Linked DNA regions of Macaca mulatta: region 2 is linked to region 1. Evidence: chromatin contacts called from public Hi-C data. All regions are on one chromosome and are shown on one strand. The core of a region is the stretch at or near the end of the contact, and the rest is flanking DNA. Distances in the headings are between cores, read along the strand shown.

Region 1 (5,855 bases), core at 1,522-4,021:
TCAGTGAAAAGATAAACACCAAGATCAATGGAACGCAGTCCAGAAGTAGATCCACACATGGCAGGGTTGATTGATTTTTGACAAAGTGTTAAAGCAATTCCAAAGGGAAAGGAAAGTCTTTTCAACAAATTGTGCTGGATGAACTCAGTACCTGTCGGGGGGGAAAAAATGAACATCAACCCTACTTCACACCATAGGCATGACACCGAGTGAGGTGTCAGAGCCCCTGCATCAGAAAGCGGTCAACTCTTGGGTTGGTAAGAAGAATCTACAGACAACAGTATAGGTTTAAAAAGGAAACTTCCATTAAATAGAATGCTGCAGAAGAGTGCAGTGGGGTGCCTCAGCAAGAGAGGACTGAGTGTGCCACGGTGAATTTTTCCTTAGGGGTATTTATGGACCTTAGGGATATTTATGGGAGCGGCCATGTAGGTCATGATAAATATTACATTTGTAGACATTCTGGTGCCTTAATGTCAGCAAGGGTCACACGATGAGTTTTGATATGCATGCATTCAAGAGGGATATATAGAAATTCTAGTTACTTATAAATTTGGGGGGGAAAAAACTGGAACCAGATGCCTGTGTTAGATAATAGGGAAGTCTAATTACTTTTGAAATCCTCAGATAAGAAGTTTTTGTCTCCAGGGCCTACTGGATGGTCACCAGGTGATTTTGCTCTGCTCATTTTCCCCTGACAAATATCTTGGACCCTTTATATTCCCCCATGCTCGTGTCTGCCTGCTGCATATCATGGTCTCAAGAAAGAGAAAATAGCATAGTGAAGAGGGGTGTCAAGTCCATCTGGCTACTTCCTGCTGAAAGAGGGCACTCCAGCCTGGGCAACAGAGTGGGACTCTGTCTCAAAAAAAAAAAAAAAAAAAAAAGTCCACACTGTCTAGTCACAAATGTTCACAGCATTTTTAACACTTTGCGTTATTTCTAATTTGGGGCTATTACAAATGAAAATGCTGTGCCCATCAATGATTAGATAAATAAAATTGTGATAAATCAATACAATGGAATACTAATCAGTAATTTAAAAAAAACACAACCTGCTGATACATGCAATAAGGAGGCAAAAAAAGAGAACACTGTGTATTTCATTTATTTAAGATTCAAGAAAATGCAAAATAGTCTCTATTGACAGAAAGTGGTTGCTTCGGTATGAAGTTGGAAAGAGAGATGGATTACAAGGGCACAAGAAAACTTTTGGGAATGACGGAAGATTATTTTTATTGTAGTAATGGTTTAATGGGTATACATATATGTCAAAACTGATCAAACCAAACTTACAGCTTTATATATGTGCAGCGTAGAGGTCTTCAATTACAAGTGAATAAACATTTTTTAAAATGGTGATAAAAATAACATCTTCAGCCTGTTGTAGGGATTCATTGAATATGTTAAGCACTTTATCATAATACCTGGCTCCCTGAGTTTGATGCCACTGACACTTAGATATCAAACTCAACCTCTCTACCAAGCTTTTCATCCAAAGTGACTAGGGGTAAAGACTGTTTAAGACTATACAGAAAGATCATGTATCTGAGGAATTAAAAATAAGCCATACGATTAGGCAATGTGTCACTCAATAAACTCAATAAACTATTATTATCAAGGCAAAATATATATACACAAAAAGTAAGAAATGGGTTCAAAAAAATTTTTTTCTATGGACTTCTAACGTGGTAACTCATGACACAGGGGTTAGGATCTTCAGTTTTCCTTTGGAAGTTAATAAAAACCACTATAGAGAAAAACAAGATTTACTACTAAGAAGGTGAAAACTGCTTCTCCTCTTAGGGTTCTAGTTCTCTTGCAACCTAAAACAAAGGAACTGGACAGGATTACCACTTTTGTACTGTACAGCTCTAAACATTAATCAGTCACTCAATTCATTATTTATTTTTTTCTGTTTCCTTGTATTCTGTCATACAACTGTCTCTTGGTTTACCTACTTTTCTGCTTGTCTTCTCTCTCTCCTCCTGGTTTATTTTCATCCAGATGGGATTTTCCCCAAAGTTTCCATCGTCATTCTTTTCTTCTCCTCTGTGTATGCGCCACTGAAGTTAAGATTGCAACGTTCAAACTCCCCACACATTCACACCCCCATTCCCATTTCACAGTATCTCACCCAATGTTTACCACTCCGAACACATTCCTAGAATCGAAAGATCCAGAGCAGGGAGAAAAGAAAAGGCGCCTACCAGATGCCTGGAACAGTCTACTAAGCGCCACAAGTATATTAGCTTTTTCAGTGCTCTCAACAGCCCAGGCAGATGTTATCTCAATCTTACGGTTGAATAAATTTAAGACCTCTGGCTGGACACTAGAGGCTGGCGAAGGACGTGACCTTTGATCAGAATCTCCCGGAGGAGTGGGGTCCCTGACCATTGTCCCTTCCAGAGAACCTTAAAACAGACGCCAGGAGACCCTCTCGGATACTCTGCAGGAGTCAAGAGTCACGATATTAGCAAGCACATCGCAGCCATGCGAACCCTTTCTGGTTCAGCTCTCGACAAAAGAAATCAAGCCCCCAGTCAAAATACAACAACAACGGATTAAGCCTACCACCCTCTCCCCCGGCCCCCAAATTCTCAGGGGAAATCCCCTAAGAGTCAGGTAGGGAGGTCACTGCAGCGACTTCAGGTGCAGAGAACGCGGGGAACTAGGAAGAGGACGCTCCAGCCCACCTGGGCGTCTCTGATTGGCCGGCAGTTCAGCTTGGAACGCTGGGGTGCGTGGCGTCATATCCGCCGGGTCCGCCATCTTGTTCCCAGGGGCAGTTGGCGGAAGAGATCGATCTCACTTGCCGCCGGCTCCCCTTCTGCGTGGAGTTCTCGCGGACTGGGTTTCGCTGTTTGCTCTCGGCCCGGGGTCCTTTTGTCGGCGCCCTGGGTGCCCTCTCTTGCCCGGCTGGGGCACAGCAAGGCGGCCCCTTCTCCCGACGACGTTCCATGGAGTAGGGTCCCAGACCGTTGTCCCGAAGAGCGAGATCGAGCTTGGCCCCCTCCCCCCCCTCCTTCCTTCCCTCCCTCCTTCCTTCCGCCGCAACATGGCTAACAACAGCCCCGCGCTGACAGGCAACTCGCAGCCGCAGCACCAGGCGGCCGCTGCTGCGGCTCAGCAACAGCAGCAGTGCGGCGGCGGCGGCGCTACCAAGCCGGCGGTCTCGGGCAAGCAGGGCAATGTGCTCCCGCTCTGGGGCAACGAGAAGACCATGAACCTCAACCCCATGATCCTGACCAACATCCTGTCGTCGCCTTACTTCAAAGTACAGCTCTACGAGCTCAAGACCTACCACGAGGTGGTGGACGAGATCTACTTTAAGGTACGAAGCGTGTAGGCCTTGGCTTTGGGGGTAAGTTCGGAAGAGGGGCTATGGAGGAAACGGGCGAAGGCGGCCCCCGAAATCTGAAGATTTGTGGGTGGGGGAAGGTGGTTCGGCGGAGGGGGAGCTGCGGCCTGTAGTCTTCTCTGGGAGGGGTCGGACTGGGGCCGCCCTCTCGTTTCCATTTTAGATTTTTAGAGCCGGGAGAGCCCGCCACTATTGATCTCCTCCCCCAACCTTCTGCCCACCCCTGGGGGGAGTTCGGCAAGAGGGATTGGGGAGAGGAGGAAAGAGTAACAGAAGCCTTTCCAGTTTACAGCTTTAAAATTATTCCTTTTGACGTGGATCTACTGAGCGCCAACTTGTTGGTGCTTCTCCCGCTCACCCCTGGCCAGGGCGTGTAATGACTTCAGTATTGGCCTCGTGTTGTTGGTACTCACTATCCGATCCAGACAGGGAAATGGTCAGTGCGTGTGTGTCGGGTGGGGTTGGGGGGATGAGGGTGGAGAGGTGCCATTTCAAGAGGTGTACAGAAGGCCTGGAAATTTTCCCAGCAGGAAGTCAGGAGTAAGAGGTCTCAGCCACCTGTGCATTGGGCTAATTTAGAATTATCTGGGCCCTGGGCTTCTGCGGCAGGGTCGGTGCTGGCTTGGCTGTGCTGGGGAGCTCACCTGGCGCCTCCTCACTGCACTCTTGTCTCAGTTCTTGTTTCGTTAGCAGGATTGACTCAGTCTTGCAGCGAGGCTCGGAGCAGCCCAGGGTCGCAGGTAGAGGTATGCACTATTAATCATGCTCAATCGCCATAAATGCATTTCCCTGGTTAAATGAACGGCTAATTAGATTTTTTTTTTTTTTTTTTTTTGGCCATTGCTTTTGGTCCTTCACCAATTAGGTAGGCTTTTTCCAGTTCCCTGCAAATTAGGTAGTGTAAAAAATACCTTCCAGGCCTCCAAAGGTTAATTTCTATTTTAAAGAAAATTAATAATAGCCTTAATGGTCTTTAACTATTTTATCCGGGCATCTAATATACAATCCATTTTTGTCTATATTGACTTTTAAAAACTCGACAGACCACACAAAGTGTTTTCTGTCATTTGAACGTATGTGTAGAGATGGTAACAAAAGGACATTCTCTTTCGTTTTGCCCACCTTTTCCCCCAGTTGAGTAATTAGGTTATTGAAGGATTTTGAGAGATTAGTTGCTTTTTATAGAAAACATATCTTGAGGAATACAGTTCAACTTTGGGTTGATAAAGTACACAGATAAATTTGGAATCCTCTTACGAGAGTAGGTCTGATTATAATTTTATGAATTAGTTTTTTTAGCTTTTAAAAGGTAAGACCTTTTTAGTACGGATACAGTATGGTGAATAACATTTAATCCTTAGCTTTATTTATGCAGTAAACTTTAAGCAGTTGAAAATTGGGTTCCTGCTCTTTTTGCGGCAGGTTCTGTTTTCTAACATAGGCAAAATGTTAATGTAATAGAGGAAAGTCTCGTTTTTAAGTTTCAAATGTGTTTTGAAACAAGATTCTACCAGGAATTGTTTTTAAATTCCGTTAAAAAACTAATAGACCCAGCTTTTTACTAATATTATCAGGACTTAAGACGTTCAGATCAAATACTCACTGAAATATGTAAGTTTCCAACGTTGTAATTTTATTTTGTATGCATCCAACCCTGACTTTGGCTAGCTTTTAAGGAATTGAAACATCTTTTACATAGCAGTCTGTGGGGAGTAAAGGAAACGTTAAAGCACTGCGAAATAGTGTAGTGCTTAAACTTAAATGCATGATTTTCTATCTGAAGCCATTATTCAGGACTACAAAATTTACCATGTGCGGGTGGAAATAGAATTTTAGAAATACGTAGTGAAAAAACAGGATTTTTTTTGTATGTTTTTAAAAAAACAAAAATGGGTCTTCCCAAAAGGCCTTTTTGGATTCTATTATAGAGCTAATATTCTTTTGTTGTTGTTGTTGCTATTTTTAGATAAGGAATGGTTTTTGTAAGATGTTCCTTATAGCAAATATGATACTGTATCATCTTTGATGATACTTAGTATATGCCTGTGACTAGTCACACTCAGTTTTTGACACAACTTATATTCTGGGGAATAATTGGATTGGTTCACACATAATTAGGCTGAAGCTTAATTACAACAATGATCTCTGTAAGTGTGGCCTTTGTAATTTTATCTTTAATCAGGAATAAACCTGACCCTGGTGGAAAAAATGTACAAATAAAAAGTTCCATAATTTTGCATCACAAGTAACCTGTTACTGTTTTAGAGATTTTTCCAGTAATTTTCCTTAATTTTATAATGTAGATTTTAAATTACAATAAAATTGAACTACTAAAGGTATTTTCAAGTATTTCAAATTAATGCTTAAACTTCATTAATACTTTTTGCTTTAAATTGGAGACTTAAATCCATTTTTAAAGGAAAATGTTTTAAAAGCAACTCATAAGTTAAAATATTATCAAATATTATCAAAGTTAAAATATTACCAAATAGTT
Region 2 (6,627 bases), core at 252-2,751, 130 kb before region 1:
ATTTTCATCCTTTGAAATTCAAAAAACTGATTAATTTCAATCAATTGTTTCTCTGAGTTCTACATAACTTGGTGCTAGGTTTTGTTTTTTTAATGACCTGTCTAAACATATCTTCCTCACTAGATTGTAAAATTCTTGAGGGCAGTTACTGGCTTTTGGTTATTGGGTCTAGCCTTTAGGCAATTTTTAAAATTTTTAATATGAATGAAGGAGTAAATGAGTAAACTGAGAAAGAAAATCTTTTCAATTAAACCCTTTCAGAGATTACTGTGACAGAATCTTAGTGAAAATGACAATAACTCAGTTTAAAAACATGAACATCACGTAACCAACTTTACAACATTCATTGTAACAATATATGCATGATTATAGAAGGCAGGTAATTGTTATTCATCTAGGGAGGTTTTTTGGGGGGTGTGTGTGTGTGTGTGTGTGTGTGTGTTTTAAGCCTGCCCTGATAATTTTGTTTTGTGTTTAAGACCGGGTCTCGTTCTGCTGCCCAAGCTAGAGTGCAGTGGTGCGATATTGGATGACTGCAAGCTCCGCTTCCCGGCTCAGGCTAACCTCCGTCCTCAGCCTCCCGAGTAGCTGGGACTACAGGCGCGCGACATCACGCCAGGTTCCCTGCAGAATTTGATTTTAAGCATTTCAGTTCTCAGTATAGACAGACAAATTTTTAAAGGGAAAGTATTATTTTAACTGCTTCTTTGCTCTTTTATCTTTTGTCCTGGGTGACAGGAACTAGCTAAGCTATACCCGAAAGAAAGTGCCTGCAGCAGTATGGTGCCTGGGCACTTGATAGGCCCTCAATACATCATTTTCCCTTTTCTTACCTTATCTTCCTTTTATATTTGAAGGCTCGTGAATTTAGAGTACCTAAAGGAAATTTTAGTTTTAGGATTTCAATTTGACCAAAACAACGCTGAGATTTTAATTGCCTCTATTAACCCATGACTCTCAACCCCAAAGGAAAGAAACCACTGGAGGGGGTGGGGGAGAAAGGAGGCGGTGCAAAAGCTCAAAAGAAAGCCGGAGAGGAAGCGGTAGAAGGAAGCTTTCTCTCTCGGGTTTGTCTTTTTTTAACCCCAGAAAGGCGTGACGTGCTAACTGCCGTCGCGGGTTAGAGTCCGCGGCCAAGCCCGCGCCCGCCCACAAAGTCCCCGCCCGTCCTCCCGCTTCCGCCCCGCCGTGCGCTGCAGGCCGCGGCCGCTGGGGGCGCCCCCGACCCCCGAGGCGCTGAGGCGGCGGTTCCTCGAGCCTCTCCTCTCCCGACTCCCAGACGGGAGGCGGCGGCGGCGGCGAGCTGCGCACCGAAAGGGCGCTCACCTCTCCGGGCGAGCTGCAGTACGACCGCTCCCCGCGGGCGGTCGGGGTCCGCGCCGCAGCTGCCGCCGCGCTCCGGCCCAGGCTGCCGCGAGAGGCGGCGGCAGCGGCCCCGGCCGCGGCCGGCCTGCGGCGCCCCCCGGCCGCGCCCCCGCGCGCAGCTCGCGGCCCCGGCCATGGGGCTGGGCGGATCCAGGGCTCGGCCAAGCTGAGGCGGCGGCGCCCGGCCGTGCGCCCAGCTTGCAGGCGCCTGGCTCTCACGATGATGAAGAAGAAGAAGTTTAAGTTTAAGGTGGACTTCGAGCTCGAGGAGCTCTCCTCAGTGCCCTTCGTCAATGGGGTCCTCTTCTGCAAGATGCGGCTGCTGGACGGCGGCAGCTTCACCGCCGAGTCCTCCAGGTAACTCGCCTCCCGCGCCTCCTCGCCCGTGTCTGCTTGGCCAGGGCTTGTTGGATAGGCAGCATCTCTCCTTGGCCCATTTGCTCGCCTTTCCCTAGGGACCGCTCTGAAATCAGTCGAATTTATTGATCTGCAAAGTGCTTTGCAAATGGGTTCTTCTCAGCTGGCCTTGGCTCCTGCGCTCCTGACTCCAGATGGTGCCTGGTGTCTGCTCTTCCCTCCCAAATCCTCTAGAAATGGGAGCAATGGCCGGAGAGAGAGGATGCTTCTGGTTTCTCTTAAGACATGTCCATATTTGTGAAATGCAAAGTAGAACTTGAGCTGTTAAAAACAAAAATAACACAAACTGCTGGAGTTCCAAGAGCCCAGCTCTGAACAGAAACCTAGGCTTAGCACAATTCTTTCTCCCTTGTAGGTTACACGGGGACTTGGCCACCCAGTCTGAGACTGGGGTAGGCCTGGCCGGGCTTGACTTGAGTCAAGTGCTCCTGGCAGACGAAACAACAGTCTGTGCCTCATCAGAGAGCGGCGTCTCCAGTTAGACGCTAATGCTGGATGAATTAGTCTTGAAGCGGCCACTAGTGGATCTCCTTGTGGAGAGCTTAGAGCCAGACGGGTAGCCCAGGCCCAGCCCTCATTTTAAAATGAGCCCCTGGGCACTCCCAGAGAGAGGCATTAGCAGGTTACAGAATGAAGCTATTAAATAATAGGTGTGGCATTAATAATAGGTGTGGCAGTGTTTCTTGAGTAATTTCAGAGCTACTCACAGGTTGACAGATGTACCCTAAGGTGCTTTCTTTAAATATGTATATAGAGAGAAAACAATTTTTTTAATGAACTTTGCAGTTCCTGAGATCAAGAAGGGTTAAAAGTTAATGTTTATTTTGCCCATATATACTGGTCTTAGACTTTATTTTTGCCCTAAAAATATTCTACTTAAAAAAAAAATTCAGTCATCCCATTTATAATGTAAAGGAAATAATGTCACTGGATTGTGGAATTGGGGCCAGAAACTTGTCTTCTGGGGCCATATTGAAGGCTATGGAAGCCAGAAAATGTCTAGTTGGCTAAACCAAAGGATATATGAAATTAATAGTTTGCTGAAGACAGTTTTTAAAATTAAACTGTGGTGACACATCAGTAGATATTCAGCTAAGTATTTTAAACACCTGTTAGAGAAGAATGTAACCTATTTTGGTGCAAAAAAAAATATTGGACCGTCTCCTAGTTGTGAAAAAGCCTAAGCCAATTCGTGAAGGTCCTGTTGGTGCAGGTGACAGTCTTGCCCTGAGGCCTAGACTGTTTTTCTGCAGGATCCCACCCCCTATATCAGGCAGTTAGACTGGCGCTCCTGGGCCAGTAGTGACACCTGGTGGTCAGGGCATTTGTCTACCGGGCTTCCTTCCTACCTCAGTTATGTTAATTTGACTTACTTCCCACGAGTCAGTTATTCTTTCGTTGTAGGCAGTCATTTATTCAGCCAATATATGTTGGCTTCTAAATATATTATCCTATTTAATTCTCACAGCAAGTCTATAAGGTAGGGGTCCCATTTTGTAGATAAATAAACTGAGGCTCAGAAAGCGTAACTCACTTTCCTAAGGTCACCTCAGCTGGTAAGTGCGATGCCAGATTCTGATCAGGTCTGTGTAACTTCAAACAGGGTGATGCCAGATAAAGGAGTAAATCGTGTGCCATATATGAAAGTTTCTGAATAGGGAGCTTCCTAATGACTTTAATGAGCAAGAAGTATACTCCGCAAGACTTAGAAATGAAAAAGTTGAGTATCTTGGGTTAAACTCACGCCTTTTTCTTCCAACTAAAATTTGACTTTGATCAATTTGATTTTAAGTAAGATTAGGAATAGTGCTCTGTATAGCCAAACCAAAAAGCCATATAGTGTGAGGGAAATGACTCATAATAAGGAGCCTGTGCCTTTGACATTAGGTAGAGATAGTTGGTGTAAAGCTAAGAGCAAGGGTTTGGAATGTGGTGGGTCTAAGCTTAAACCCCAGTTCCACAATGGTAAACCTGGATGGGTTACTTAGAGTCCCAAAACTTCTGTATGTGGAATGGAAACCATCACTGACATGTGGTGGTGTGAGGATTTAGTGAGATGATGTGCCCAAAACACCTAAACAGTGCTTTAGCATCCAGTTGGCACTTAAAGAGGAGACCAGGGACTTGTCCAAGAAGGTCCAATTGCTTTAGATGTTATATTTGATTCCTTTATCCTAACAACTACAAAATTGTTGGTTTGAGAAGGAGGCCTTATATTACAAGAAAAAAAGAAAGAAAGAAAATCTGAAATATCTAAAGGAAGTGAATTATTTCAAAATCACAGAACTTTTAATTAGTGGGTGCCAGTCAAGGCAGTGCATCTCTAATTGAACGCTAGATTTTAACTTTTTAAAAATTGCTCTATGTGCCTCTTAAAAGTCACGTATAATTAACACTGTAACATTTCTCCTGTGAAAATATGAAATGAGTTACATAGAAAAGAGGTAACATAGCAGGCTCAAGACTACTATTCTTAGAAAGGCCTATGTTCGTGGCTGGCCCTTGGCTGGCATCTGGGAGCTTGAATGGTAAATGGTTCCATACATGATATAAAACTACCTAAATGATAAGAGTGGCTCACTATGCCTAGACTGTACAGAGTGGTTTATGCTAAATTCCGTCTGGAATTTTGGTTCTTGCCAGGCAGCCTGCATGACCGGCCCTAATACGAATTTTAGGTATTGAGTCTCTTGTGAGTTTCCCTGTTAGACAGCACATCACAATTGATTGCTAGGGAGATTAAGTGTGTGATGATTCGACTTTGTATCTTTACATTGTAGTAAATCTTAGCCATGAGTGGGACTGTATGCTGAGGCCTGTGAGTCCTAATGAATCACCAAATTCAGGATTAGTCTTGCAGACTCCCCGATGGATGAACCTATATAAAATAATACTCATCTTGCTACAGAAAAGCCTTAGAGGCACACAGAAAATTACATATATAGATATAGATATAAATAGACCCAAATATATATAGGTCATATACATTTGATATATATATTAATATATTTGGCTTTGTACAACAACTAAACATGCAGATCATTTATTGTTCACCAAATATTAGTTGAGCATTTACCAGGTTTCTATTTATGGCTCTCCATCTGGGATTGTGAGAAGTACAACAAATATGAGGATCCACAAGGGAATTACTTCTAATGAAATTAGATCATAGATGTATAATTGCTTGACAGTAGAAGACAGTGTGACTTAGTGCCCAATGAATGGATCAGACAATATATGAGTGTTGTTGAAATTCTAAAGCAAAAGAGTTTATTTATAACTGTAATGGTTACTAACAACCACATTGGTATTTCAGTGGAGCACGCTGGGAGGATGAATTTGCATTGACAAAGTGAGGGTGGGAGGACAGCTTGAGCAAGTCATTAATAAGAGTTGATGATAGATCAGCCTGATTGCAGAGCGTTCACGTTGGACAGAAGCAGAAGACCAGATTAGAGAAACACTTTGAATACCATTGTAAAGAGTTTCTTTCTACTCTCTTTCTACAAATGAGAGTTGCTTTCAGGGTAAAATTAAACCCAAGATTCTTGAACTGACTTGTGTGATTAAAGTGGTGTTTAACCTGGCTGATAGGCTGATGCTATTTGTATTCAAGGTTGGGTGGGGGGGAAATTAGAGATAGGGAGACAAATTAGGAAGCTATTAAAATAACCCAAGCAGGAGCTAATGAGAACCTGAACTCAAGAGTTGTCTCATGTAAGTGACTGATAAATGATTATATTATGACAGATGCCTTGATGCCACGACAGAAGTAAAGAAGTCAGGAAAATAATTTGTTTTGTTTAAGGGAAATATTGCATATGGTGGTGGAAGATATGGTGGGTTAAGTTGCATGCTTAGCACTCTACATTTGAGGTGACAGTGAGCCTGATGAGTAGTTGGAGGCATTTATTACGGTATGTGGATTTCTTAGATGTTGTCTATTGGAGCCATATAGGACTGCTTACTAAACTTATTTAGAATTTCCTTACATTGTTTTTACCCTTTTAAAGATTATTACTGAAAAAAGGCCAGGCATAGTGGCTCATGCCTGTAAATCCCAGCACTTTCGGAGGCCGAGGTGGGCAGATTCGTTGAGCTCAGGAGTTTGAGACCAGCCTGGACAACATGGTAAAACCCCATTTCTACAAAAAATATACCAAAAAATTAGCTAGATGTGGTGATGGGCACCTGTAGTGCCGGCTACTCAGGAGGCTGAGGTGGGAGGATCACTTGAACCCGGGAGGCAGAGGTTGCAGTAAGCCGAGATCACCGGCACTGCACTCCAGCCTGGGCAACAGAGTAAGACCCTATCTCAAAAATAAATAAATAAAAATAAAGATTATTAGTGAAAATTAATTTTAGAATCCAGTTTTTCTCAGTATTGTTTTCAATGCAGAGATTGGAAAAATATAAAGACTAAAAGGTAATTATTTGTGATAAATGTTGTTAAAATGATCAGGGTAAATTGTCAGATTTTTACATGCCATAGTTAATAAAATATTTGGAAAATACATTGTACAATTATAGTGGTCTATTCAACTGAGGCTAAATTGTTGCCTAATAAAATATAGTCATGTATCCCTTAACAATGAGGATCTGTTCTGAGGAGCGCATCCTTAGGCGATTTTATCATTGTGCAAAAGTCAGAGTGTACTTACACAAACCTAGATGGTATAGCCTACTACGTGCTTAGGCTATATCGTATAGCCTGTTGCTCTGCCCACGTTGTATATTTGGTCTGTTGTTGACCAAGATGTCCTCATGCAGTACATGACTGTATTTCTGAAGATGTTTCAAAAGGACAATATTATTTTATTTAAATATTTTCACAGTACTTCCTCT

The links. A called contact is a pair of places that touch in the nucleus more often than the background predicts.
Region 2: a contact with region 1 is called in a Hi-C map of fetal cortex germinal zone, with 2.2 times the contacts expected there. The contact joins the promoter of EEIG2 here to the promoter of PRPF38B in region 1. A contact is called at or near these places in 2 of 14 Hi-C or Micro-C datasets (blood and fetal cortex germinal zone).

The regions. Positions count from the first base shown.
Region 1 is chr1:131,620,911-131,626,765 of T2T-MMU8v2.0, reverse strand. It overlaps PRPF38B (pre-mRNA processing factor 38B), which reads left to right and starts at 2,771. Exons shown (of 6, transcript XM_028830952.2): 1 at 2,771-3,334.
Region 2 is chr1:131,748,947-131,755,573 of T2T-MMU8v2.0, reverse strand. EEIG2 (EEIG family member 2) reads left to right here and starts at 1,501. Exons shown (of 11, transcript NM_001261603.1): 1 at 1,501-1,722. The coding sequence starts at 1,586.